Linked DNA regions of Mus musculus: all the other regions are linked to region 2. A link is a contact called in public promoter capture Hi-C data. All regions are on one chromosome and are shown on one strand. Each heading gives the region's core, a stretch centred on a gene start, on an enhancer-like site or on the middle of the called end of the contact. The rest is flanking DNA. Distances are from core to core; before and after follow the strand shown.

What was found. Promoter capture Hi-C pulls out the DNA fragments that hold promoters and counts their contacts. Capture Hi-C pulls out chosen DNA fragments and counts their contacts.
Region 1: a contact with region 2 is called in a promoter capture Hi-C map of pre-B cells, with 3 times the contacts expected there. The contact joins the promoter of Ly9 here to the promoter of Dusp12 in region 2. A contact is called at or near these places in 1 of 39 promoter capture datasets (pre-B cells) and 1 of 115 datasets of contacts at active chromatin or transcription factors (bone marrow-derived macrophages).
Region 3: a contact with region 2 is called in a promoter capture Hi-C map of the HPC-7 cell line. The contact joins the promoter of Uap1 here to the promoter of Dusp12 in region 2. A contact is called at or near these places in 7 of 39 promoter capture datasets (the 3T3-L1 cell line, the HPC-7 cell line, cranial neural crest and 3 more), 1 of 484 Hi-C or Micro-C datasets (uterus) and 1 of 115 datasets of contacts at active chromatin or transcription factors (the SCID.adh cell line).
Region 4: a contact with region 2 is called in a promoter capture Hi-C map of adipose tissue. The contact joins the promoter of 3110045C21Rik here to the promoter of Dusp12 in region 2. A contact is called at or near these places in 1 of 39 promoter capture datasets (cranial neural crest), 1 of 115 datasets of contacts at active chromatin or transcription factors (astrocytes) and 1 of 9 other capture datasets (adipose tissue).
Region 5: a promoter capture Hi-C map of second pharyngeal arch cranial neural crest shows a contact between it and region 2. The contact joins the promoter of Uhmk1 here to the promoter of Dusp12 in region 2. A contact is called at or near these places in 13 of 39 promoter capture datasets (the 3T3-L1 cell line, the HPC-7 cell line, cranial neural crest and 8 more), 3 of 115 datasets of contacts at active chromatin or transcription factors (astrocytes, embryonic stem cells and extraembryonic endoderm stem cells) and 1 of 9 other capture datasets (adipose tissue).

Annotation. Positions count from the first base shown.
Region 1 is chr1:171,603,593-171,609,209 of GRCm38.p6, forward strand. It overlaps Ly9 (lymphocyte antigen 9), which reads right to left and starts at 3,818. Exons shown (of 10, transcript NM_008534.3): 1 at 3,608-3,818; 2 at 1,398-1,727. The coding sequence starts at 3,731.
Region 2 is chr1:170,883,077-170,888,629 of GRCm38.p6, forward strand. It overlaps Dusp12 (dual specificity phosphatase 12), which reads right to left and starts at 2,464. Exons shown (of 6, transcript NM_023173.2): 1 at 1,991-2,464. The coding sequence starts at 2,331.
Region 3 is chr1:170,173,040-170,179,067 of GRCm38.p6, forward strand. It overlaps Uap1 (UDP-N-acetylglucosamine pyrophosphorylase 1), which reads right to left and starts at 1,925. Exons shown (of 11, transcript NM_001305045.1): 1 at 1,711-1,925.
Region 4 is chr1:169,967,213-169,973,325 of GRCm38.p6, forward strand. It overlaps 3110045C21Rik (RIKEN cDNA 3110045C21 gene), which reads left to right and starts at 2,197. Exons shown (of 3, transcript NR_040438.1): 1 at 2,197-2,363; 2 at 3,238-3,590; 3 at 4,570-5,184. Hsd17b7 (hydroxysteroid (17-beta) dehydrogenase 7) reads right to left here and starts at 1,993. Exons shown (of 9, transcript NM_010476.3): 1 at 1,886-1,993; 2 at 18-221. The coding sequence starts at 1,920. Ddr2 (discoidin domain receptor family, member 2) reads right to left here. Exons shown (of 17, transcript NM_022563.2): 17 at 5,095-6,113.
Region 5 is chr1:170,213,942-170,219,514 of GRCm38.p6, forward strand. It overlaps Uhmk1 (U2AF homology motif (UHM) kinase 1), which reads right to left and starts at 1,466. Exons shown (of 8, transcript NM_010633.4): 1 at 1,032-1,466. The coding sequence starts at 1,299.

The DNA of each region.
Region 1 (5,617 bases), core at 2,568-5,067, 720 kb after region 2:
ACAAATGTCTAAAAATATGGAAGGTGTCTTTAGAAATGGCTAGTGAATAGATGTTAGAAAAAAAATTGAGACAGAGTTTCACTGTGATACCCTGGCTATCCTGGAATTCATTCTGTAGACCGGGCTGACCTTGAACTCAAGAAGTCTGCCTGCCTCACGAGTGCTGGTATTAACGGTGTAAGTCACCATGGCCCAGCTTGAGGTTGGAAGAATTTTGAGTAGTATGCTAGTAAGAGCCCATGTTGACATCAAGATGCTTTTGGTAGAAATATGATGGTAAAGGCAGTTTCTGAAGACACAGAAAAAAATTAGGGACACTGTAGAGAAATCTAACATATGTATATTAGAATGAAATACATAGACTCAGAAAGAAAACAGGCATTGTAAGGAAATCTAATATATATATCTAATCATATATATATACATACACACACACACACACACATATATATATGGTAGAAATAAATCTGACAGCCTTTTGGAATTCTAATATTATATATATATATATGTAGTGATAGAAATGAAGACATTTAACATCTCTCTGATAATGTTTCAGAAATTATGGACATGCCATTAGAAATTGAAGAGAAGTGAATGCTTGCATAAAGTGGGATAGAACTTGGCTGAATTGTATTCTACTGTTTTGTAGAAAGTAGAATGTTTAAGTAACAAAATGTATTTCTAAGCAAAACATTAAAGGTAAGGTGCTGGGAAGATGGATCAGTGCTAGGAGCACTTTCTGCCCTCGCAGAAGACCACAGTTTGATTCCCTGTACTCACATTGGGTGGCTCACATTCACCTATGATTCGAGTTCCAGGGGGTTTGAACCTTCCCCTGTCCTTCACCAGCACCCACATGCACATAAACACACATCTACTCATACATAAATATTTATATTGCAAAACATAAGTAAGCACATCTAGGGAGAATGTGTGTGGACAAGGTTTGCTGAGGAGAGAGTACATGTGATTTATGGACTCTAGTGATTAAACACTACAAACTTAAGCTGAAGGAACAAAACTAGGGTAGAAAGAGAGTTGTCAGCCTTTTGGCTGTCTATAAGATAGTACAATGAGCTTCAGGACTGTAAGATCATGTTACCTATTGAGAAGAAGACACCAATGGCAGGGCTGTCCCTGTCACCATGTGTCATGTGGAATATAAAAATGTACCACCTCACGCTATCTCCAGCTACACTCTGACCCCAGTGATCTTGTGGCTTCCATGGCTAGCCCCATGGAACAACCGCTCATCTCGAGGTTTGTTGTTGTTGTTGATTTTGGTCACATTTCTAACCATCTGCCCCTGTGGTTAATGGTCACAAAGTTTTTAGAGATCAGTAGGGGATTGGTGGTGGTGTGGGGGTGGAAAATCCCCCAAGCTCTCTGGAACTCACCATAGATGTGCAGTGTGAACTCTTTATTTGTGGTGAGGATAACATTCTTTTGGTTTATCTGAGCATGGTAGGATCCTGAATCACTTTTGGTTAGGTTGCTCATGTACAAGGAGTAGCCATCTTCGCTGACTTTGAGTCTGCCATTATATCCTTTGTCCAGAATAGTTATATCTTTTTTGTAGAATACTAAAGCAAGAGCCTTTGGGGGACAATTCCAGATGATATGCTCAATCTCTGCATCCTTTGAGATGTTTAGGGAGAAAGTCACAGAACCCCCTAGCATCCCTGATATCACTGTTGGAGGTGTTTCCTTTCCAGAGGCTCCGAGCCCTGTGGAAACAGAAGAGGGACTTGGAGGAACAGCTGAACTCTTCAAGCCACCTTTCGTTCATTCACCCCATAAACATGGACTTATCACAAATTCCATATACTGAGAAATGAATGAGACCAGACATTCTCCTTCTAAGCCCACTGGCTAGCAAAGCCATTCATTCATTCACTTATGCATTCACCCACTCATTCACCAAACTCTCTTCCATGAAAGTAGCTATAGTAATCCATAAACCGTTTCTTCTAAACTTCTTTTCTAATTGGGAAATTACTCAGGCTATGACTGGGTGAATTTCTGAAGTTTTCTGAGAGTCAGCATATTGATCTGTAAGACTGATAGATTCATCAGAGCTACGTCATGTACAAGGGATATTCTGATAAAACTTCAATGAAAGCAGGTTGTTGCAAACTGTAAAGAGCTAGAAAAGCAAATGACATCATCTCTTTAAAAATAAGATGAATAGGACGATGCTTAGAGGAGTGGAGAGATGGCTAGGTGAGTGATAGAATAAATAAAGTCACTCCCTGGTAGAACCTAGATGCTCAGCATGGGGGGAAAGCTGTCACTAAGAGTCTAGAGAAATAACAGTTATTTCCGAGGGACTGTTCCATGCCACTGTGCTAAGCATGACTCTCTCACTGTTTTCAAGCTTGAAAATGTCTTTATCAGCCTACCTTCCATCATCTAGGAGATCCCAGACTGTCTTTGGCTTAGTCATGTCAAGCTTGGGGTTGGGCAGAGATGGTATCATTTGTTTTGCTTTGTTTTGGTTTTAAGTACAGTCCATATTTCTGATAAATATTGTTATCAAAGCTTTTAAGAGCTCAGGTGTTTGGTCAACACAACTCATTTTCCTATGAAGACTCTGCGGTATCTGTTGCATGACCCCAGTCTAGATCCCCCGATTCCAGGGCTCCTGAGGCTTTGTAGAGTACTCTAGGAATTTAGATCAAATCAGACAAGATCTGAATCCTGGCTACTTCAAGAATTCTGGGTGCAAAAATTATAAGATAAAAAGAAGACAAAGAAGTGTAGCTGTAGGGCTGGAGAGATGGCTCGGTGGTTAAGAGCACTGCTGTTCCAGAGGTCCTGAGTTCAATTCCCAGCAACCACATGGTGGCTCACAACCATCTGTAACGGGTTTTGATGCCCTCTTCTGGTGTGTCTGAAGAGAGCAATGGTGGTGTAGTCATATCATAAAATAAATAAATAAATCTTAAAAAAAAAAGAAGTGTAGCTGTAGCCTAAAGGGAAAGGAAGAGAAGAAGGAGAAGGAGAAGGAGGAGAAGGAGGAGGAGAAGGAGGAGGAGGAGGAGGAGGAGGAGGAGGAGGAGGAGGAGGAGGAGGAGGAGGAGGAGGAGTCACGTTGTCTAGGGTCACCTGGGCATATGAAGCTTCTATGGTCCAGGGGATACAAGAATTAAGACAGGAAGTAGAAAGAAAATCTAACAGTGTTTGTGCCCCCGGAGGCTGCAAGGTGGCTTGTCATCAGAAGGGTTTGCTCTGATTGCTCTGTGAATTTGTATACATTACACAGAAAACAAACCGGAGACAGTGAGTATGAAGGAAACATGGTTTGAGACTGGGCTAGAATATTACCTCCTCATGGTGATTCAATGTGTTTGTTCTCTCTCTCTCTCTCTCTCTCTCTCTCTCTCTCTCTCTCTCTCTCTCTCTCTCTCTCTCTCTCTCTCACACACACACACACACACACACACACACACACTGCATACATACTCTTACATATGTACAGTTCTCAAAATAAAGTATAGTTGCAGAGTACTTACCTAAGGAAGGTAATTTCCTGATTTTACCACAAGAATCTATCTTCCGGGCAGAAGCCCAACCTCAGAGACCGCGTGTAGCAAGCAGAACTTACCCATGAGTAGGAAGAGGAGAGGAATCCAAAGAATGGGAGAAAATATCTGCTGCTGACTCATTCTTGGATTTTCAGAGAGTGGACCTAGAGCCCAGTCACACCAATATCTCTTTAGATCCGCCATGATGGTGTACTTCCAGATTTCAAATTAAAGGAGATGCACTTACCACAACTTCCTGAAGTATGTGAGTGCACGCGCATGCGTGGTTTGTGGTGCACGGTTTGTGGCGTGTGTGTGTGTGAGTGTGTGCATGTGTGCATGTGTGTCCCAGGAAGAGCTGTTTATATTGAGCACGACAGACTCCTGCATCTGCTCAGACTGAGGGAGAGGTCCCAAGCACATCCAGATCCTGCAAGGAAATTGTAAACCAGTGCTGGGCTTCACTTGTTTCAGTATCAAAGATGAGCTCTAACCATGAATCTAAAGATGTCTACTAAGTATCCTCACTTCTGGACATTACTGTCCTCTTCTTGGATTCAGGCTGAGATTAGTGGCTTCTTATAGTGAATAGATGTGACAGAGCTAGTGATATGTCACTTCTGAATACAGGACAAGAGAAAGGCTGTGGCTTCCATCTCTTTCTTTCCCATTTCCAATTCCCCCATTTTCTTCTCTCCTTCCTCTAATTCATGTCATGTGTGTGTGTGTGTGTGTGTGTGTGTGTATGTATATGATATATATATATATATAATGTAGGTTCTACATAGGAAAGAAATTATGAATATCTTTCTGAACCTGGAATATTTCCCTCAATATAATGATCTCTAGTTCTGTTGATTTTCTTGAATGTCTCATTTTCTTTATAATTGAAGAAAAATGCTGTTTTGTTCGTATACGTCATTTTTCCTCTATTGATGAACATCTAGGCTGAGTCCCTAAGTTGGTTATTGTTAATAGTGCCTCAAGAAATGTGGCTGAATATCTCTGCCCTATGCACAGGGATTTTGATTTATGATGCAGAAAAGAATTTCAGGACAAGTCAGTCAGAAGCAAAGTTAGTTTAAATGAGAAAAGAATGTGCACTCTAAGAGAGATGGAATCCAGGGTGATGTGTACCTCAGTACCTTGGCAGTAACTATACATATCTGATTTTGTGGATTTTGGAGTTACATTGTTTGAACCATACAGGCTATACATGGGGTTAAAGAGTAAGTAAAAATATTCTGGTATGCATATTTTATATAAAACATTTTCCTTTTGTAGATGAGATTATGAGGTGGTGTGTAACTTTCATTGTGTCGGTTTCCAGATAAGAAAGGAATATTGACAAGATAAGAACATAGACCACAAGACTCAAGGGAATTCCCTCTGTGTGTGGGTGGCACAGAGGTCAACATTGTATTTTGACTGTAAGCATGATTCATTAATTGTCTTAAGAATCTTGGTTGTGGTATTTTCTCAGAAAGGGGAACATAAATCCTTTGCAGGCCATCTTACAAGTGGCTTCATGAGCTGTGTTGAGATTTTTGACTCTTAGCCTGTATGAGATGGGTGAGATGACTTATACCCAGTGAAGTCACCCTTTCTTGAGTTTTCCAATCAAACAACAGAGATTTCGTAAATCAATCAATTGATCAATGTCCAATGGAGAAATCAGCTTACTGGGTACATCTGGCTTGATCCAGCTTTAACTTCCCTCCACCATTATTCCACACCAGCAGTGCCTATTGCTCTAGATGTTCCTTGAATCCGTGAAAAGGCTCCAGGAAGTTCTTTTGGGGGGTAGTGTTCCTTCTCTATGGCTCACACTGGGGATTTTCCCCTGGTTAGGTCTAAGACAGCCATGGGTAGGGAAGCTGGGAGAAGGGTTTCCAAAGCCTTCCTCTGCCTCCTCTTCTTCTGCAGGGTTGCCTGAGTCCTGAGGAGAGGGATTGGATGAAGACAACCGAATTTGAGCTGAGTGTTTTCTGCTGTCTTGCTCTCGACACATTGCTTGGCTGTGGGTCTCTGTGTTTGTTCCCATCTTCTGCAGGAGGAAGCTTCTCTGAAGATGACTGAATAAGGCACTG
Region 2 (5,553 bases), core at 1,214-3,713:
ACAACTGACATCTGTCAACTTCCTGCCCCAGAGAGCTGCAGGGGGCTGAGGGATGACCTGATTTCTGGGAGAAAGAATCAGAGCCTGTGATCTATCAGGTTGGGCTTAGTAGCTAACCACACTTTTTGACCGTTCTGTGTACATTTAAAAAAAAAAAAATGTAGTGGCTACAGGACAAATCCAAGGTCCAAGGTCCTTTGCTCTTAACGTTGGAGTCTCTCCAGATCTCAGTATTCGTGCTTTTGCTTCTCTCTCTCCCCACTCACCCTAGGGCAAGACAGAGAGGTTAGAAGACCTCTTCTTCAATCCTAAGCACAAACTCCAGAAGTCGTAAGTAGCTTATGTGTAATAACACCAGCACTAGGAGGCAGATGCAGGAGGACCGCAAGCTTAAGAGACTGTCTGGACTACACAGCAAACCTTCCATCTCAAAAACAAAAACAACAAAAATATGGAGAGAAAAATATCACTCTAACTTTCCTCCACCTTACTAAGAACCCGCCACAAAGGCATTCTCTTAAGATTAGGGCTATGCCGCCACAGTAACAGAATGTTTGCCTAACATGCTAGCAAGACAAATCAATTCTCGGATCTATTTAGTCTGATATATCCTAAGACAATAATTCCAGAAAGGGCTTTGCCTATACACCAGAAGAAACAGCTCAATACAGGTCAGGCTGACTTTCCTGGCTCATTCGCTAAGCATTATGTCACACTCCTCTTGTCCAACCTCTTTTTTTTTTCTTTCTTTATTTTTTATTTTATTTCATTTTTGGTTTTTTGGTTTGTTTTTGTTTCCGAGGCAGGGTTTCTCTGTATAGCCCTGGCTGTCCTGGAACTCACTTTGTAGACCAGGCTGGCCTCGAACTCAGAAGTCCGCCTGCCTCTGCCTCTGCCTCCCCAGTGCTGGGATTAAAGGCGTGCGCCACCACCGCCCAGCCTCAATCACTTTTCTATACAACTGTCCAGTCTTAATTATTCCAAGAATGTGAACCGTTTTTGTCTTAGTCAGGGTTTCTATTCCTGCACAAACATCATGACCAAGAAGCAAGTTGGGGAGGAAAGGGTTTATTCAGCTTACACTTCCATGCTGCTGTTCATCACCAAGGAAGTCGGGACTGGAACCCAAGCAGGTCAGGAAGCAGGAGCTGATGCAGAGGCCATGGAGGGATGTTCCTTACTGGCTTGCTTTCCCTGGCTTGCTTTCTTATAGAACCCAAGACTACCAGCCCAGGTGGGTGGGACCTTGATCACTAATTGAGAAAATGCCCCACAGCTGGATCTCATGGAGGCACTTCCCCAACTGAAGCTCCTTTCTCTGTGATAACTCCAGCCTGTATCAAGTTGACTCACAAAACCAGTCAGTACAGTTTTCCTTTGGTCCGTGAATGTTTCTCTAAACTTGCCCGTCACGTATAACTTTGATTAAAAATCCTCCAGCATGGTTTCACACTCAAGGTGTGCAGCCCTCTGGACAGAAGCAGGTGGACATCTGTGCTTTTTGAAGCCAGCCTGCTCTACATAGCGAGTTCCAGGCCTGCCAGATCTATACAGTAAGACCCAGTCTCAAAAAACAAAAAGTCACATGTTTTTCCCTTGTTAATCACAGTGGCCTTTAGGGCGAGGAAGTATCACGTATTTTCACCCCAATACATCTGACCTGTATTACATTCGCCGGCTTGAGTGTCTGACTTCTCTTACAAATCTGATAAACTTTAACCTAACCCCCAAAATATAGACAAGCAGATAGAACGATGGACGAATGGACGGATAGATGGATGCACAGACAGACAGACAGTTGCTGCAAGATGAAATCAAACAAAACACTAACCAAGGGCGGGTTTTGGAACCCTCATTGGAACCACACACCCCAAGGGAAGATGAGGAACGAGGGTCTTGGCTCTGACAGCCTGGAACCTCCACTTTTGGGCGCCTCTGCAGAGAGGCGAGACCCGGTGCAAGGCACCGCCCCCCTGCACGTGGCACTCACCAGTGCACCAACACCGCGCGGCCTTCGGAGCGAGCCTGGCCGATGAAGGCCACGCAGCGATCCAGGTGGCTGAGCAGGTCGGTCTCGGGTTTGTCCAGCGCCGGCACGAAGAGGCTCCGGAGACCTTCGAACCCAGCCCCAGCCGGGAAAGCCGGTTCAGAGTCCACCGTCAGCACGGCGGTGATGCCCGCCTCCCTCAGATGGCCCGGTTCCGCCACTGCCGCTGCCCCACCCAGATACAGCCCGGGCCGCACTTCCACGGCGTGCCCTGCCGAGCTGGCGGGACTGGCAGTCGGAGCCTGGCGCTCGCAGCCATGGTTAGAACCCTGCGCTTCCAACATGGCAGAGCCAGGAAGCCAGGCAGCCGCTGCCCGCCACCAAGTCACCGGCTAGAGTGACTGACTCCTGTGTCGGAATAGCTCCAGCCGCTCAGCAGCGCCGTGGGAGGACCATGGCAATAGGGAAAATGACTGCTTCTGGGGAAGGTGATGTGAGCCGTGCTCGGGCTGTGTGCTTAAATAAGCTCCATTTAGAGCAGCTTTTCCACCCAACCTTCTAAAGTCCAAGGCAGAAAAATAAAGTCTCCATTCATCCGTTGCTGGTAGGACCACAAACTTGTACAGTCACTATGGAAATCAGCTTGGAGGTTCCTCAGGAAAATGGGAATCTATCTCAAGATCCAGCAAAGCCACTCTTCCTACCATTTGAGACATTTGCCCAACCATGTTGCCTATTGATGCCTCATAATAGCCAGAAATTGGAAACAACCTAGATGTACAACAGAAGACTGAATAAAGAAAATGTGGTACATTCACACAATAAGGTATTACTCAGCCATTTTAAAAAAAAAAAATAAAATTTGCAGATAAATGGATGAAACTCGGGAAAAAAAAATCATTCTGAGTGAGGTAACCCAGACCCTGAAAGACAAATCTGGTATGTATAAGCTTATATGTGGATATTAGCTGTGATAACTGATGTGTTAAAATAGAGGCTCGAGTCTGAACACAGTACACTGGGCCCAAACAGTTCCACGTGTAAGAATTTTATTGGGGGATGGGAGGGAGGTGGCGGCAGAAAGAGAAGTGAGGGAGGGAGGGAGAGGGAGAGATGGGGGCAGCTCTGGAGTGGGATGTTCTTCTTGAGGCTTTTGGGGTAGAGAGGGAAGAGCTTAGGCGGAGGGTAGGACTTTGTTGAGATATTTAGGGATGCTGTATAATAAAGCGTTTACTTATCTAAGCCTAAGTTACCGTGCTGTTGTAGCTGATCTGCCTTCTGTGATCCTCTGAGGCCAGAAACTACAGTTTCTGGCAACTAGCACCTCTTCTTCAAGCCACAAGAGAGATAGATAGATATGTCTATCTCAGCAGGAACTGCTGGGCTCTAACTTTCAGCCTGCTAGTCCGGTCTCAGGAAGAGAAGACACTTAGATAAATAATTATAGAGTTTATTACCAAGTTGTAAAAAGTTTCCTATGAAAGCTATCTAAGGGGAAAAGCAGAAAGATCCTGAGTGGGTAAAGGGAAAAATTCTCTAAGTGGGGAAAGGGAAAAGAATCTAGTCTAAGTGGGGAAAGGCAAAAAAGTCTCCTCTATTGATCTTAGCTCTCCATTGATCTTAGTTCTCTATGATTCTTTCGTGTCTCTTTGTCCTTGGTACTTATACGTCTTCCAGAATACATGATCACATGTTACAAGTTCATCACAAGTTCACACAAAAAATCAAATCATAAATTGAAATAGAAGTTTACAGCAGAGAATGTTTACATGCATATCCATTAGGAGTGATTATCTAGCTAAACATCGATCACCTGTCTCAGCTCCACAGGTTCACTGAAGGTTTAAATCCATAAGTTATAAAGTGAAGGTTTGTATAGATAAGCCCAGTTGGTATTTTATCTTCTGTCCTAGCACCTACAATAAATTGTTAGTTGCCTTTTAATGACCTTTGGTTAATTGTTTTACAACCTCTTGGAATGTGCTCTGAGTAGGAGAAGGTCTGGTTACCATCTAAGAGCAATTAACTGGTGATACTTGGGAGAATGACAGATTTCTCATTGCAGCTTTGACTATCAGAAAAGGACCTAACAGCAGTCCTGTTATAAAAGAGCTTAATAATCAGATATAATTTTAGGAATTCCTATAGGATCATCATGAAGACTTAAGTTATCTATTTGTCTATATAGCAACACGACAAGATCTTCATGGATCTGCAGAGATCTGCTCCAAAAGGGTGTGCTACTACTTAGTGATTGTTATATATATTTAATAGTAACAGAAAAAGCATATTAACAGGAAAAGCATATTAATAGCAGGAATCTTTCCTAAAATTAGTCCCTCACAGCCTTGCTTAATGAGGGCTCACCTGTTGCAGATTATATAATAATCCAAAGCAGGCCACTTCAGGATGATCATCTGCTTCCTATTATGGCTCCTGACAGAGTGGGGGGGGGAGAGAGAGGGAGAGAGAGGGAGAGAGAGAGAGAGAGAGAGAGAGAGAGAGAGAGAGAGAGAGAGAGAGAGAGAGAGAGAGAGAGAGGTGTTCCCTTTATTTATATGGAAAACGATGAAACACAGGTAAAAGTGGGAGATGAGCCAAGTAGATTCTGGGAATATGGTGCCTGTTGTCTTGGCAACATGTCTGCAGGTCACCCTGTCACCTATGTGATGTCATAGGTTTGGAGGTCCTGATGCCAACAATAACCAAGCTACAATCCACAGAATCAACTGAGCTTTAGTGTAGAGTAGGGGACAAGAGAGGAAAGACAGCTCTCCCTAGGAAAGGGAAATAGAAGAGTAGTTATGATGGGTTGGGGGTTGACTAGAACAGAAAGATCAAATGGGGAAGGGAAGAGAAAAGCAGGGAGAGATATAAAAGTAAATTTTATATGAGTGGGGTGGCATGAAAACCTAATGCAGTAGAGCTTCCTAAAATGTATATGTCTATGAAAGCAATCTAAATGAAATGTCCAAATAATGGGGGACACAGATTCCCAACTGGACATCTCTTGTCACCAAATGAAGCTTTTAGTGCCAGGACTGGGTTACATCTAATTGAGTTGTCAGTCAATGGGGTCTCATGGAAATCCCCAAACAATTCAAGCTGTTGCCAAGACTATAGGTTGCTCTCACCAACTGATGGCAGGGCTCCATTGCTGAAGACACCATCTACATATCGCACTGAACATGGAGAAGTCGAGCTGGCGCCTTCATAGAGCCTGCACCCATATATACTAGCGTCTTTGGTACAGGAAGGTACTATACACGCTACCAAAGGAGAAATGTAAACACCAACCCAGCCATAACCCCTTTGATCTACAATGGTGTCCTGACTGCAGAATATCCTAGTGCAATGGTGGCACAAGCTTGTGGCACTAACCAACCAATATCTGATTTGACTTAAAGCCCACTACACCAGATAGAACCCATACTGAACTCTGCTTGGGTGACCAGGAACCATGAGATTTGATAGCTGTAGTGGTTTGAATATGCTTAGCCCATGGGAAGTAGCACTATTAGGAGGTGTGGCCTTGTTGGAGTAGGTGTGGCCTTGTTGGAGGAAGT
Region 3 (6,028 bases), core at 675-3,174, 710 kb before region 2:
AAATCTCTGTGAGTTCCCGGCCAGGGTGGTCTGGGCAGAGGCAGAGGCTGAGGCTGGTGGATCTCTGAGTTTGAGGCCTGATTGATCTACAGAATGAGTTTTAGGGCAGCCAGAGCTACACAGAGAAACCCTGTCTCAGAAAAAGGAGAAAGAGAGAGAGAGCGCAACCTAGCTAGCTAGCTCATTCAGTAAGTACTGGGTAGTACTTTGGGTGCTTGGAGAAAAACATACTCATGCAAATAAAACAACTCATTGTAAACTTTGATATCTGGTCCCAGAACACCAGCAATCCACAAATCTTATTACCAAAATCAAATCTGTCCATTTATGTGTTGTGTAACATTCATAATAAATACGGTTATATTTACCTGACACAGCGATAACCATAGTACTGCATCTCCTACTCATTTTTCTTGAGAGCTGTGTGTGTGTAACTAAATTCAAATGGTATACAGCAATAGAGAAGAGAATTAAAAAGACGTGGATTTTTATACTAAGAACAAAAGTCTGCACTAGAAATTATGACTAAATTTGGTGTGTGCCTACAACCTAACACACCTGGATCAACATACCCAACAAACCATTATCAAACATGCCTTTATTAGAATTTAAATGCCACATTAAGGACGTCCAGTATTTCCCAATTCCACCCCCACCTCTGCTGCTATATGTCCTCAGGGTGGGTTAGTAAATCGCTTTGGGGGGTGGGGGTGGGGTGGGGGGGACACATGGAGCCAGGCAGTGGCGGTACATATCTTTAAGGTAAATGGATCTCTGAATTCTGGGCCAGCCAGGTCTACAGAGTGAGTTCCAACAACCAAAGCTACACAGAGAAACCCTGTCTCGGAAACAAACAAACAAACAAACGAAACAGGAAAAAAGAGGGGAGGGGAGGGGCTGGGGTGGGGGTGGGGAGGAATGGTACTGAGACTGACTTGAGTCCTAACCACTAACTAACAGGACAGACTATGAAGTCTTTTCCCTCAGCCAAGTGAGTCAACTAATAACGAAATGGATAAATGCTTTTGGTTTGCTGCAAACTCTTGGATCCAAGCCCAGTGAACTTCACCTCCAAGTCCTTAAACTTGTGCCTCTCATAAATGCATGATCATTACCATCGGATATCAGATCTCATAGTATGCCGATGAAGGCCAGTCAGCCTTCACACCAAACTTTTAAAAAATCTTCTAGAGCATATGTGTGCTCTCAGCCTCACCGTTCCTCCAGTCCAACTGAGGGGAAAACCCTGAAATCTGAACCTCTCTCACTATCAGTATCAAGCGAAGGCAAGCGGGTCCTGTGCTAGTCACATCCCCCATTGGGATCCACTGTCCTGGTCGGAACTATCAATTCTTACCCTCGTGGGTTCAAAACACCCCAACGCGCTTTCCCAACAGTAACAGCGATCACTTATTCCCACCGGTGAACCCCAGAAGTGGCACAACTATGCCCGGGCCCTAGCCTGAAACCCTCCTGGCTCCTCTTCCCCCAACTCAAAAACAGCGCTGACAAGCGCCGGGAACTCCATCATCACCCAAGCCTCCTCCCTCAGGTCTCCCCCAAGACCCTCCGCGCGCGCATCCCCGCCCCGCCGCGACACAGCCCACGCCTCTCCGGAGCTCCGAGCAGCGGACGCCGAGCAAGGTGCGGCAACGCGTAGCCGGGTCCCCGCGCTAGGCATGGGAGCGCGCGCGTGAAGGGGGTCCCTACCTCCCTCGACAATCCCGCGGCTCCTTCGGCTCGGCTACTCGCCCGTGTCCCGCGCCCGCCTGGAATATATACTGTCATCCGAGGGGCCGGGGCGGCGGGGCGGGCCACGAGCAGCGGCCGAGGGGAGCGCGGGCCCCGGCCACCCGGCCCCTCCCGCCGCGGTGAGTGGCTGCGGCCCAGGGGCGGAGCGGAAGCCTGCCGGCCCGACACGTCAGCGACCGAGAACAGCCAAAGGGGCGGGCACCGGCGACAGGAAGGAGGAGCCTCTTTACGTCACTCAGACTCTTGCCCAATAGGATGGCCAAGGATCCTGTCAGTCTGTGGTACCGCCCCCCACGCACTAGCAGGGGCGGGGCCGGCTACGCGCGCGGCTTCGCGGGGAGGTGAGGCCAGGCGCCACCTTAAGGACAAACTGCAGGGCGGGTCCTCTCGGTCACCCGGGGCGGATCAGAGCGCCTGGTAGGGAGCGCGGCGCTGGCAGTGAGTCTTCAAGTGACGGATTTCCGAACGCCCACGGGTGTGGTTGGGAAAGACCCGCCGGTTTCTAGGCAGAGATCCCTCCAAGGCAGGCCTGTGACCTTAAGCTAGCTGATTTTGTCTCTAATTCTCCACATACCTGTTTGCCAGTGACCCGGGCTTCCTCTGCCATTGTCTTCGGAGTCTCTTGGGTGTCGACACAGCCGGGTTGCCTTTTGCACAGCGACTAGTGAACGAAATGCAATCAAAAGGGATTAGATGACCCGAGGCCATGCAAAATGTGCCAGTCAGGGAGAACCGGCCCAGAGAGCAAGAACTTAGCTAGGAGAGGAGAGCTAAAATTCAACTGTCCTGTTACAGCATAGGCAGCAGATGTGCATGTGCAGGCTATAATCTCAGTGTTATGAAGTTGCATTTATATTTAGAGCTATTATGTTGGGTTTTTGCAGGTTTTGAAACGAGAGTCCAATTTGTTGAGATGTCAAAAGCAACTAAATTTAACATATCAGGATGTTTTCCATCAGGTGGATAGGCTTCCTCATTTTACATTTTCAGTGTTTTCTTAGTCATTCTTGCGTATTCATTTTTAATCCAGACTTTACTATCAATTTATGTCATTTAGAAATATCATTTAACAAGGGGTATCATTTGTAAATAAAAACGTAGTTGCCCATCTGTTAAGGCACCTTTGTGGCTTTGAGAGATTAGATGGATAAACAGCTTGGTGGAACAGGATCAAGGAAGGACATGATATATTATTAGCAGTATTTGCTTGGCCTTAGCCTTGCATGCTCTCTGGAATCCTGTCAGAACGCCACGTCGCCTGAGAAGCTGTAAATGGCACCCACAGTGCTGTTGATAGTGGTAGGTGTGCCTTCCTGGAGCAAGACTAACAACACGGGTGTGTTCTCTAGTTTTCATACTTCCAGCTTGGAAAGTACCGAGTCTTAAGTGAAGAATTCAGAGCCTGCCCACAATGGGGTTGCCCAGAATCTCTTGACCTTCTTTATGTGTGCAAGTCCCTGGGGTAGAAGCATTCTCTTAGAAAGAAATTGGCGGCTACAGCAGTCAATAAAGAGCATATTGTCCAAAACGTATTTATTTATTGAGTTATTCTACAGTAGAACTTACAATAGACTCTACAGGGGAATCAAGAGTCTATTTCTTCAAGGGATTCCAATACAATGAGAGAGGCAGGGGAGAGACGTGCTCCTTCTTCCTAAGGGACGGCCGTGAGTGCAGCAGCAAAGGCTCAGATGAGCATTAGAGCTCAGAGAAAGCAGAGGCCTTAGCTTCAGAAAGGAGTGAGGGACCACCCAACACTTCTGAAGGCTGCCCTTTAGTTCTCTGCCTCCAAGGCTTTTGTTTTATATATATATATATATATATATACACACACACACACACACACACACTTGGAAATTTGAAGTGCCAAAAGGGAGTACCTGCCAAAAGGTACAGATTCTTAGTGGTGTGAGCTCAACTCAGTTTAAAAAAATAAATGGGTAACAGTTTTGTCTATTAGCTGGATAGGTGGACGGGTGAATGGGCGGACAGATACTTAGATGGGTATTATGAGACCTGGAAAGAAATGATCACCAACACTGAGAAATACACAAAACACAACAGCACAAGGACACGGTACAGTTGACAGAGGGAAAGGGAAAGGACAGAGTACTCGTGTACAGTAGTCGATGAGGAGTATTAGCTGAAAACAGATCTGGGGAAAATGAAAGGAGAAGCAGAAGAGTCACATGATGTGATAAAGCTACGGATAAGGCTGGGGATACAGCTCAATGATAAGAATAGTCACGTGTGCTAAAGCTACAGATAAGGCTGGCTATGCAGCTCAAAGATAAGAGCACTTGCTTAGGATATATAAGCTCAACCCCCAGAAACACACAGACAAAAAACGTTATATCAGAGTATGAGATGCTTTCTTTTTATCATAATATGTATTATACATATTAATGAGTTTCACTGGATTTCCATATATATGTATATATATATGTATGTGTGTATATGTGTGTGTATGTATGTATACATATATGTATATATGTATGTGTGTATGTATATATATGAATGAAACAGTAATCACCCTTCTCTACTCCCTTTTGAGAAAAGATGCTTTAAATGAGCCATTATTGTGAGATAATTTAAAATTTGAAAATATCATATATTAATAATAGGTTCTATGGTTTTAGGTAGATATATTTGGCTAAGTTATAAATTATTTTAACTTTGTGAAATACATTACTTACTTAACAGCTTGGCTTGACTGGTTTTTCTGAGTGACTTGTCAGACCTGTGCCAGTCTGCCCACGTTGCTTGTTTCTCAGAATCCGTTATAACCCACCTAGATTTTTTTTTTTTTTTTTGAAAAGTGTGTGGGTCCTTGGGGCTGCCACACCAAAAGGTTCTGTCCTGAACATGATGGCCTCAGTTGGTTCAAGGAGGTTTTTGCCAGCAAGAGGCACAAAGCACCAGGGCAGTGAGGCTCTTCTCAGCCTGGGTCACGGCAAGGCCTGAGCACTCATGACATTACTGTTCCAAAGGGTGCAGACAAGTGGGTGGTGCACTGACTAGCACTTTCCCTTTCTGCCGACAGTTCCCTAGGATGGGAGGACTTTGTTCTCTTGGGAGATGATACTGCCTTAGCTCACCACTCTTCCCAACACTTACATTTTCTTAGGTTAGGGTGTGTTTTGAAATATTGTGAAATGAAGAAAACTCCCTCTTCAATGTCAGATGTTTCTACACCTTCCTAACATTTACGCAGTCCTCCGGGGGTTCTGGGATAGACAGTGGATCTAAAATGTGTGGGATGCCGAGAAAGATACATACAAAGGAGAAAATGCAACCGACTCTAACCTAAGAAGCACGCGACTCACGGAATGAAATAAACTAGGTTATAAAGAACGCCAGTGTGTGGTAGTTCCTGGGACTGCAAAGCTGGAGGACTCCTCATAGAGGTGAGGTTGTGTGTAGAAGAGGAGACTTTGAATCCCATCCCTTGGTGTTGGCTAAACATCATCTAGTCTGCCCCTTAATAAAGACACGGATTTGACAAAAGTGAAGTGAGTCACTTAAGCACAAAATTGATAGGAAGATGTAAAAGCAAGATTTAAGGTCAAAGGGATTCTCTGCAGGTAATGAGTATGAAAATAATCCAAGAATTACGAAGTTCAGGCTGGCGAGATGGCTCAGCAAGTAAGAACACTGACTGCTCTTCCAAAGATTCTGAGTTCAAATCCCAGCAACCACTTGGTGGCTCACAACCATCCATGAGATCTGATGCCCTCTTCTGGTGCATCTGAAGTCAGCTACAGTATACTTAAGTATAATAAAAATAAATCTTTGGGCCGGAGAGAGCAGGGCCAACCAGAGTGGAGTTGACCAGAGAGAGCAGAGTTGACCAGAGTTAGCAGAGGTCCTAAAAATTCAATTCCCAACAACCACATGAAGGTTACCAACCATCTGTACTCACATTCATTAAATAAATAAATCTCTAAAAGAAATTAAAAAGTTCAATCCAGATAATAAATTACTCTCATTTTTTTTTCTTAAAACTAAGTGGTTCTCTGGGCGGTGGTGGTGCACGCCTTTAATCCCAGCACTTGGGAGGCAGATTTCTGAGTTCAAGGCCAGCCTGGTCTACAGAGTGAGTTCCAGGACAGCCAGGGCTACACAGAGAAACCCTGTCTCGAAAAACAAAAATGAAAACAAAACAAAACAAAACAAAAACAATTAAAAAAAACAAAAACTAAGTGGTTCATACTGTGATAGTTATTTTACAGTGTCAACTTGACAAGATTTAGAATCACCATGGAAACAAATCTCT
Region 4 (6,113 bases), core at 947-3,446, 920 kb before region 2:
ATGACAAAGAGACATACTTTTGCTTGACTTCCTCTGCACCCCGGACCACCGACTGCAGGCTGCTGACATCCATCTGCACGATGCTGACTTCGGCGGAGGGGTGAGAGGCCAGCAGGGTATCTCGAACAGCTCTTGCTTTGCTCAGGTTCCTACACGCCAAACACAGGTGGAGGTCATCGTCTTCTGCCAGCAGTCGACCGCAAAGGGCTAGCCCAATGCCACTGAAGGGAGAATTCAGGCACAAGCATGAGCTCATTGAAATGGTGTTAAATGAAGGCAGTTCTCTCTGGTTCAGAAACTTGACAGTGTCAATATGAGCTCCAATGAGAAATCCAAGCAGATAGAAAATACCCAAACATTATGTGAAGAAGGAATCTCCCGATTAGCCATGTTGATAAGCAACATCCAGTTGTTCCCCTCTAATATGGTTCAATGACACAGTGAGTGAGGGTTGGAGCACCTGTTAGGGTGTGATTTAATATATCTCTAGCAAATACTTTAAGGGGGGCCGTATTAGTTGTTTACCGTGTCCCCATTTTCTTGTGGTGCCTTGGTCCCGCAAAGGCAAGGGTTCTCACCACTTCTTGGTACTGTTGCTATTAGGAAAACTGTAAATCGCAGTAAGTGAACCAACCGGTGAGGTTTTGGTTTGGGTTTTTGTTTTTTGGGGTTTTTTTTTTGCTTTGTTTTGTTTTGTTTTCAGGAGAATACACAGTAGCACAGCTTGAAGTTAAATCCCTGTCAACTACTAAGTCACAGCAGAATAGCCAAGAGTTTAAAAAAAAAAAAAGCCCTCAATACAAGTAGACAGAAAGCAGAATCAGCAAGCAGATAGAGCCGAAGACAAAGAAGCAGGAAAGAGCAGAGCTAGGAGGCTTCAGATGCACTGGGTCACAAAGAGTGATATGAAGGTCGCAGCAGATGGGGCCCACTGCTGGTAGCGAGGCCATTCTGGGTAACAGTAAGTTCTCATGCAGACTGCCAGCAAAGGGAGCTCCAAAGTGAGTCTGGAATCCACAGAATCTGGCGGCCCTGCCAGCAAAGTACCAAGCAGATACCGGCCTATTCATCCTTACTTTAAATACCAACTTTAGTATAAGTTGCACACACCACAGTATATCAAAATCACACCAATTCAGGTCTGACTTCTACAGGCACTTTCCACTCGAGAACGGCCAAAACCCAGCTGACCTAAAGGAGAGCGCACACTAACAAAAAGCCCAAGACAGACCCCTCCACTGGTTTAGTTAATATAGATGTGATTGGGTCACTGAAACAGGCTTAAGTGGCATTTAACAAATCCTGTATTAATTCCTCAAAAAATAGCAATGTAACCAATTGGGGGTAGGAGGGGAGTTGGTTGGGTCCATCCTCCACACATTCTTCATCAACAAATGATAAGTAGGTCAAGGGTCAAATGGGCAAGCCTGGAATAACTTTGCTGGCATCTGCATCAGGATAAGCCTTAGTTGCTAGACTGGTCGTTCTGTAGGTTCCTGGAAAGAGTATATGAAAACATGCTGCAGGAGTGAAATTTCCTCATTGTCCTAAAGTTCATGGATGCTGACATTTAAACACCCCGAGTGTTTAGGTTTAAAGTGAACTGTGGGCACCTACAATTAACTACTCTCGGAGACTGACGGTCCCTAGAGAACAACTGTCCAGCATCACTGCCAGGCTGACCAGTCACTGGCGGTTTAGCTTTCCTTTCCACTGTCATGTTTAATTCAAAGCGCCAGCCACCGAGCACCGAGCACCAAGCGAGGCAGGCATGACCACACCTCTTGGAAAGCCAGGGAACGGGGTCTCTGCGGACCCCATCGAAGTGAATCACCGACCTGCGCTTCCCCCCGCATAGACTCCGGGGTTCCATAGGAGGTCTCACCTGCTCGCCCCGGTGATCAAAACCACCTTCCGCATCTTCCACGCCCTGCACCGAAGTAGAACTGCACCGGGGTTCTCTTAGCCTGAACCTTGATCCGTGACCACGCGCACCTCGACCAATCAAGGCTCGGCCCGGCTCCACCTCTCCTGCGTCATCCGGTCCGCGCGTTAGGCCCGCCAATCGCGACTCGGCATCTTCTCTCCACGCCCAGACCGGGTGAGGTGAGATAGGCCGAGGGGCGGAGCCACGTGACACAAGGGTCCTATAGCCAATCCAGGCAGTCGCCGCCCCCAGTCTGCGGCGGGGGCTTTGTTCTGAGTGAAGCAAGCGGGCGGCAGAGCTGGAGGTTTCACAAGGCTGCTGGGAGAGGCTTCGGTGCAGGAACCCAAGTCCAAGTTTGCTTCTTAGGATGTGTAAAGCATGGTCTTTAAGAAAGAGAACCTGGATTTCATTGAATTGTATTTATGTCGAATCACGAGTAAGTTAGCAATTTCAAGCTCTGAATGTGGAATGAAACCAGAGAATCTCAGAACGCTAAAGGAATGCGTACTGTCATCTCCTTCAGACCTCTCAGGTCGCTGTAATGAGCTTTATTTTCTCACTCTCTCTGCCTCTCTCTCTCTCTCTCTCTCTCTCTCTCGCTCGCTCGCTCTTTTTTTTTTTTTTTTTTTGTCTCCAAGCCATCCCAGATGAGTACTTTGGAGGGAGCAGAACTAGGTAATCAGGGAGGGGCAAATGCATACATTAAAACTCCCTTTTTTTATTAAGTTCAATTCGCATAAAAATACCCTGCGCAGCTGTTATAATCGTTATCCCAGCTTTCGCTACTTACAGATGATTAATATTGAGTGAAAGGACTAATACTCATATGATTGAACAAACTATTCCTCTTTCAGAGCTGTAATTACTAGGGATAGCCGTGATCCTAAATGATAACGTCTTTTCTGGGCTTTAATCTATATGTTTTGATTAATGATACCAACAAACTGCTAAAACTTAAGAAAACTGGTTGATCATTTCAACTGTTCTTAAAAGACAGTAACTTAACAAATTTTCTAAAGCCTTGAAGTGGAAAAAAAAAAAAATCCCTGATCTTGAGATTCCATACCCAAATGATCCTTTTTAAACCCTGGAGTTCAGAAGTGGCAGCAAAAGAACAGAGAAAACTGTGTGGCTCTCCCAAAGAAAGCTCACTTTTTAAAAAGAAATTGGAGAGCCTGGTGGGTGGGTTGGGTGGCAGACAGGTGTGTCCACACTGCACCCTAGGGTAGCATGAAAATGGCCCACCAGAAAACTGTAAACTTAATTAACATATTATGACGTTTATTTTGAGTTGTTTTTTTTTTTTTAAGTTCTCTTGTGCAATTATTAGCATGAACTCTGTGCATGAAAGCAACATCAGGAGTCTGCCTGGGTCCGAGAGGAGTTCAGCCTTACTACAGCCTCAGATGAGAACAGGAGTGGGACCAGCTCTGAGTTAGATGAAACCCAGAAGACTTCAGAGAAAGTCCTCTATCACTTCCAGCCCAGCCCAGTAAGGGAAACTGGGACTCTTCCTCCTTTTGTTCTACTCAAGTTGCTGCTTCCAAGGCTCTGTGACCGACAAGGGATGGACTGGACTATTAATCTAAAATGTTTAATTTTTAAAGTCATTTGTCATAGAGAGTCACAACCCCGAGCAATGAAAATATTTTTTAATTCATAGGTGAGTGTTGGGTTTTGGTTTGGTTTTGTTTTGTTTTTACCTCACTCCAAACTACTCATCTTGGGTTTGTGTTGTCCTGGGGTTCTTCAGTTGGGTACCAGAACAGTCTGGTGCACAGTGAGTGAAGCTATCACTGGCAAGCCTTGGCATGAGTTGAGCAGGTGTAGTTAACTCAACATTAATTGTGCTCCTTGTAATAAATCCATCTCTACCCTAAAGTCAGACCGTGATCGCTTTTCCTTTTAGGGGACAGTAGGTAAGGATGAGAGACATATCTTTTGCTCTGAGTACAAAGTTCTATTCTTGGTTCTTAGAAACATTCACAGAATAGACGGCCTCTAATTTGCAAACGGGACTAATGAATAACTTCCAGTTGGGGCTGTGTAGTTTCTCATGTTCATATTTTTCAATGCTCTTCCCTTAAAAAAAAATGCATTCAGTCTGGCTCAAAACTAACTGAGAGTTTTACCCAGTTCATTGGTGGTAAATGGTCATGTGTTACCCTGTGTAGGATCCAAGGACTCTAGAAGAGAAGGACTTACAGATGTGTGGTCACTTCTTTTTCAAATAGGAAGTAAATATAAAACTCTGAACGGAAAATAGTTTTCTTGTTCTCTGCAACTTAACCAGACCCATGCAAGTTGCTAATGAAAAACTGAATAGACAAAATTTCCATCCTCAATAATGACCTACATAATGAAACATGTGGATAACTTGTCTGTGTTGTTTGTGTATGTGTGTGCATAGATGCAAGCCATCACTCATATCTGCCATTAAGCCTCGGCAGTATGTGTTGGCAGCAGAATTAGATCTCTGAACATCCCTAGTCCCCTTGTTTCTTTTTGTTCCATCCCAGTTCCACCGCTCAGGTATATTCCTGGTCTTCGGTCCTGAAAGCCTGGACATTGCAGAGATAGGAAGTGCACTCATGAATACTGTTTATTCTTTGAGAATTCATGCCCATTCTCTTTTCTACTAGGACACCTGCTGGGAGAAGTGTGCTCCTGTTACTCAGAATTCTGCAAGTGAAAGTAAAATGTGTTGGGGATAGTTCCTCCCTAATCTCCATTGGGAAGTTTGCATCTGGATCCCAGTTGTATACAGTTTTTGTTAATTTATGCTTGTGTGAACAGCTGCCTGAGACAGACCATATTTGGATTTAGCAAGTGTTTCTGTTCCTTCAAAAAAAAAATATATCAAAACAAAACAACTCCACAGTAATGACAATGAAGGCTTTCAAAAGAATTCTGGAAACTCAGGTTCCCAGAAGTGGCCCAATAACATGAAGATATGAAACAAGGTCTCTACTATGTCAGAGACATCGCCATGTTAGTTAGCTGTCAACTGACATCTAACAGAAGCCTTTTCACATGACTCTCTGTCAGACATCCCTGATAACCGTGTGCACACTTTCCCTGTGTCACATCACCACTCCACCAGTGGTGTCAGGAGGAAAGACAACAAAGGCCAGAACTGTTACTGCTGAGACAGAAAGAAGACTGTATCAGTAGCATGACTCTTTAATCACTGTTATGTACAATTTATCATCTGACAGACTTACAGGGAATAAATAAAGGAAAATAGACAATTGGCACCACGTTCCATTCCTTTTTCTAGTACAGAGAATATTTCTGTAGCCATTTCAGAATGACTATGACCATGTTAAGCAGAAATTAAATCCATTTGCTGTTTAGCTCTTGACAAAACACATTACCCACCACAGGCTATTGAATAAGGCCCAGATGTTGTCTCCTCATAGAAGAGTCCACCACAGTGCTGCAGGAAGTCGGTCCTTGGGAACAGGACATGGGGCAAGAAGAAGAGAATCCATCCATAGCAAAGAACCATTTTGTACTGAAAGTAACGACCTGTGCTTTCCCTTGACAAATGTTTGTGCTTGCAGATCAGCCTGGCAACTTGGATCTGCTCTCCTATAAGACCTGTAAGGTTACTGGCAAGGTGTCTGTAGGAGAAACTATATAGCTTTTTTCAGAGGTCAAAGGTATACACTGTCTGTAGAACACGTTTTCCTTTGTTCTCTTTGAGAGTAAGCCCTCTGTTATAAAGCGCTTCTCCCCAAATTAACACATGTGATACATAATTTTTCCACTCTTTATTCATTAAAAATATAACATACACAAACTACTCATTTGTGTGCTAGGAATCTCATAAGCCACAGACAGTTGTTATCCTGTAGCCCTTAAGCAAGGCAGCTTAAAAATGTCTAGCAGGAAACCCAAAGTAATGGTCCAAGAAACGAGAGTTTCAACTTTTCCCCAGGGAGCTGATGTGTTTGCATTTAGCTTAGCAGCTGATATTACAATTAAGGATGAACAGTTAGGCGAATGAAGCTCCTCTGGTCCTCCAAAGACAGTGTTTTAACCTCACATTAGGGGTTTATATTTGTGCCATAGTCTAGCCACAAACTATCCCTACCTCCATTCAGTACCACTTAATTCTTGACCAAAGTACCGCTTTATCATAGACCCCTCTGGTCACCAACAAAAGTCCCGTTCTTCTGTT
Region 5 (5,573 bases), core at 216-2,715, 670 kb before region 2:
ATATATATATATATGTATATATATATGTGTGTGTGTGTACATGTGTGTGTATATATATATATACACACATACATATATGTGTATATACATAGACATATGTATACACACACACACACATATATATACGTGTATATATATATATATATACACACACACATATTATATACATCAATTACAAATAACATTCTAATGTAATCACGCAAGAGATTCAACAAGTACTGAGGCATGCAAAAAATGTTCCTGTCAAACACCAAAGCTATAGTGATATACCGCTTAGTAAGATTAAGGAAAAAAAAGAAAAACACACTAGCATTAGGACATTCTATCAATGTAGTATTATAAATAAATAAATAAATAAATAAATAAATAAACAAACACTTTCTTCAAGCTACACATGGGTTCTATTTGCCAAGATCTATGACGCTTCTTTACTAACCAAAGTTATAACCGCTTACAAGCTCTCTGCCTGTACGTGGATTAGCAACGAGGACTGCTTCCATATATCTGTGGCCCAAACAAGCTTACATTCTAAATCTCTGAGTCATGAAAGTCTTACTGAAGCAAACGCTGTGCTCTTAAATATCACACTTCCATTAACTTCTAGGTAACACTGGGTTCCCTCTCCCAAATTCACACGAAATATGTATTTTTTTTTCCGTTCTCAGTAGTATGTCATTTGATGTCAATGATGGCACTGGATGCCCTAGAATATTTTCCATTTGGAAAAGATGCAAAATTTTCCACTCAAGACATGACAACCTGGCAAACTCATGCCTTTCACTTTCTAACTACCGGATGAAAACCTAAGCAAACTGGACTTTACTAAGCATTTGCTATGTAATAATCACTTCCACCGTATACCTCAGACAGCTGCAAAGGAAAGGTGGACTGAAAAGGGACCTGCATCGCGTGACAACTAGTGAGGCCCGATCCTCTCCTCCCACCTACAGGACCAAAGACCGGGGGCCAGGCGGAGGACGCTTATGCTTGAGCCGGGACATGGGCAGGACATGGGGGACAGCCACAATTACCGATGTTCCTGTGACCCTGCAACTGCTCCAGCGCCGCCCTCTCTTTGCGGAAACCATACTCCGCGGCCGAGGCCGCAGCCCCGGTGGTTCCCGGAGGCAGGAACTGCTTGAGGGCGCCGGGGGGCGAGCCCGGGGTACCGCAGCACCGCACCCGGTACACCGAGGCCGACGAGCCGCTGCCCAGGCGGCTCTGGACCTGCCACAGCCGCCCGAAGGCCTCCAGGAAGCGCGGCGGCTCGGCGCCCCACGCGCAGCCGGACCCCGCCATGGTGCGGGCTGGGCCGAGGACACGCGAGCCGACACGACGCGCCAGGCAGGCCCGCGGCGCCCGCCGTCACATCCCCGCCCGGACCCGCCGCTCCGCAGGGAGGGGCCTGCAGCGCTCCGACCGACTCCCCGGACCTCAGGCCGCCATGACACCGGAAGCCGGAGTGCACTCGGACCCAGCCGGAAGTGGGGGAAAGCCAATCCTAGAGGCTGAAGGAGGCGGGCCTAAGAGGGGCGGGGCCTCCAGGGGGAAAATTGTTTAGCACAAAACAACTGAGATATTAAACTTAATTATTAGAGATGGGGTGTAGCACAGTAGTAAAGTGCTTGCCTTGAATGCGCAAGGAAGGCCCTGGCTCCAGCAAAATATATGATTATTGATTTTTTTGTTTTATTTATCTTTAAAGAGTTATTATATTTGTATTTATATATTTGTGTATTTGTTCCTCATGTGTGCAGAAGTCAGAAGAAGGTGTAATATCTTTTGGTGCTGAAGTTACAGGAGATTGTGAGCTGCCGGGTTTGGGTGATGGGAACCAAAGTCCTGTCCTGGGGAAGATCAGTATTTCCTCATAGCCACTGAACTGTTTGTCTCTTGTGCAGCTATCTTATTTTCTATTACCTATTGTTTCAAGCTGAAAGCTACGTGCTTTCACATCTTCCTGATATCCATCATTACCACCTCCCTTTCTAATATAACTCCGATTTTCTTTGGAACAGTAATATACACAAAAGAAATACCTGGCCTCTCTCAGAAGTGGCTGTGACCACGCCCTCTCTCTAGTCAATAAGACCTTCCTGCATAACTAACAAGGATTTATTGGAAGATCTAACTTGACTCACTTAGATGTTGTGTTTTCTTCCCTGTTACTTCCTATCTCCTGCTTAAGAAAATAAGCGTAAAGCTAAAGACAGATTAGTTGGGGCTAGAGAAATGGCTTAGCAGCTAAGAGCACTGACTGCTCTTCCAGATCAGGGTTCAATTCCCAGCATCCACATGGCAACTCACGAGTGTCTATAACTCAAGTCCCAGAGCATCTGGCACTCTTACACAAACATGCAGGCAGAATTTCAGTGTATATAGAAATAAATAAATCTTAAAAAGCAAAACAAAAAATAAAGACAGATTAGTCATCCTGTTTATGAAGCAACTGAGAGAATAAAAGCAACATATTAATATATTAATTGGATGTGATCTATTGTGCCAAAAAGCCCAAAGTATGTTGTCTTAGATATGGAAGCATTCCCTTCTACAATTAATAATGCAGGGTTCTGCCAATCTCAGTGGACTTTTATCTTTGTGACCTATGTGTTTGCCTTGTCTTTCAGCATTTCATGGTTTTGAGAATGGGGAAAGAGACCAAAGAAGCACAAAAATAGCCAAAATGGTACTGAGTTTTCTGGTCGTATCCCATTAGCTAGTGCTTACCTAGTCATATGACCCAAGCTAGCTCCAGACAAGCTAGAAAATTCACATAAAATTCATAACTAATGGAAGAAGAGGAAACTGGGTGTATAGGGACAAATAAACGCAAGTCTAGATCATTCATGACCCAGAAGAAATGCAAAAGGTTTCTGGATCCTTGACAGCTTGGTAGAAATCCATTGTGCTTCCTAAAACCATCCTCCAGACTTCTTACTGGGGGGGGGCAGGGTGCCTATTTGATTAAAGAATCTTAATGTTTTAAAAACACAAGAGCTTTTATGCATATAAATATGCACAGTGTAGCATTTACCACATTAGTCATTTTTAAGTGTATAGGTAATATAAAATATTTTGACCTTGTGCAAACATTATCAACAAACATCTGAGGAACTTGTTCCATACATCTTGTAGAAACTAATCTCTCTTCTAATTAAACAAGCTGCCAACTCCTCTTTCCTTCAGCCCCTGACAATCTACCAGTTCATTTTAGTTCTTATATCCATAGTCCTCTTGTTAGTCTACTTGTTAACTTGTGTTAACGCAAGTGGCCATACAAATCACCATTCACAAACCACTCAGATTCACACAGATAACCTCATCATGACTGAATACAAATAACAGCTCATAACCCGAGGACCACTAACTGACCAAATGACATGAGATGAAGAGGGAGTGGGGCTTGACCTTAGCATCCACCATGCTCCAATTTCAGAAGGAAGTAGCCAGAACTAAAGTTGGCAACTGTGAATCATTAGGTCCCCATCTCCTGCTACTAGCTCTTCTACAAAGTCTTTTATTTAAGCAAACGGTGTGGGATATTGGATCACAGAAGCTGATTTGGTAGAGAGATAACCATGCCTTAGATCCTGTCTTGTGCACACACACACACACACACACACACACACACACACAGAGCTGCTAAATTCTTAGCATGTAGAAACTTGAAGATGATGTGAGACAATGGAACTAACTTCCTAAACTATGGATTTATATTCACTAATCTGTTAAATGCAGAGACTCCCTCCCTGTAAACCTAAGTTCAAATCCAGAGCACCTATGTAAAACAAAACAACCAAGCATGGGAGGCATGCCTGTAACCTCAGTGCTAGTAGTAGGACCTGTAGGGGCAGGAGGACAGCTAGGACTTGCTAGAAGTAGAAGAGGTGGTGCACCATCATGAGTCCCAAGAAAGAAGATATGTTTGAGCCCTCTCAATCTGATCTGCCCCAGCATCTGAGAGTGGACTGCCATCATTACAAACAATCTAAATTCCAGTTATGCTTATTCTGTGACAGGAACATGGTATTTCTTTCAGTCTCCATAACAACCCATTAGTGTTTTATAGTAGGAGAAATGGATACTGAATTTGGAAGTCATGTGTTTAATGCCATGTGCATGACGAAAAAGTCAAAGACTTAGGGTTAAAAGCTGAGCAGTTAACTCTGGAACCGATTCTCGCCTATGCTTCTGAATATAAATAATATTTTTATGTAAGGCTTTTTGGTTTCTTGGGGCAGGTGCTAAAACCCAATTTTGCTATTTACCAATGCTTCTACCAGAAGTTGGAGAAGAGAGCAGCGAGACTGGGAAGTCATTTTCCTTGCCTCCACATAGACAGATGGTCGAGTTTTTAAAAAAGAGGACTAAGATTCCTCACAAGCTCTCCTCATCCTGCTCTGCCACATTTTAAAGGAGTGAAAAATACAGTCATTCTCTTCCTCATTAGTATTGCTATGTGGGGTGGGTAGAATAAAAAAATTTATTCGTGCATATCAAATTATTGTTCTTAAGAAAATCAATCATTCTTGCATTAAGCTCTGCTCTAACATAGTCAAAAGAAAAGACTGCCTACCCTCTCTCTCTGCCACCCACCCCTTCCCCATGAAACAAACACATCAGAAAAGATATGCCATTAAAGTATGCTCAGTACCAAACAGACCATGGTGGTGCATGACTAATTTACCCAGCACTAGGGGTTTCCTTGGTTTAGCTCACCATCTTTCCCCTGCTTATCAACACTCCAACCACAAGGTGGAGACAAGAGCAGGGAGGTTAAGAACTCTACATCGCTCAAAAAGTACAGTAAGTCTCAGAAGAGACTTGAAATTTTTATAGGGTTTAGATTCACATAGATTATGGGGACTTTATAAATTGGACTAGGTATGTTTTGTATTTATGGCTATAAGCCTACTGGGGCCAGGGATGTGGTGATTTGAGAGAAATGATTTCCATAGGCTCATAGACAGTGGTACTAGTAGGAAGTGTGGCCTTGTTGGAAGGGTATCTTAGTCGCTTCTTGTTACCTGCCTATTCAGTTGTAGAACTCTCAGCTCCTTTTCCAGCACAATGTCTGCTGCATGCTACCATGTTTCCCACCATGAGAATAATGGATTAAACCTCCAAGCAGTATCCCAGCCCCAGTTAAATATTTTCCTTTATAAGAGTTGCTGTGGACATGGTATCTCTTTGCAGCAATAAAGCCCTAAGACAATTAGTATCCTTAAGTAAAATAAATATGTAAGAGTTTCCTTTTTCCTGTAAGAGATTGTGTTTCTACAACTGAGGACGTGAATTAAAGTTGTCTTTTGATTGGTTGGTTTTTATTTTAAAAAGTCTTTTAAAACATGTAAGAAAAATCAGTGCCCAAGATTGAGGATCAGATACAAACAAACAAACAAACAAATATCCAAAGACTTCCCTGCTTTAGTGAGGGATATGGTCTCAGGCCTCTGTGGAGGGCCTGGGTCATCCCTGTAGATGTTACCGATGACTCTGCTTCGTCTGGGGAAAAAAATGGCCTAATTGGAACATATTAAGGATTATGGTTGCTATTACCTTGGTAATCTCTA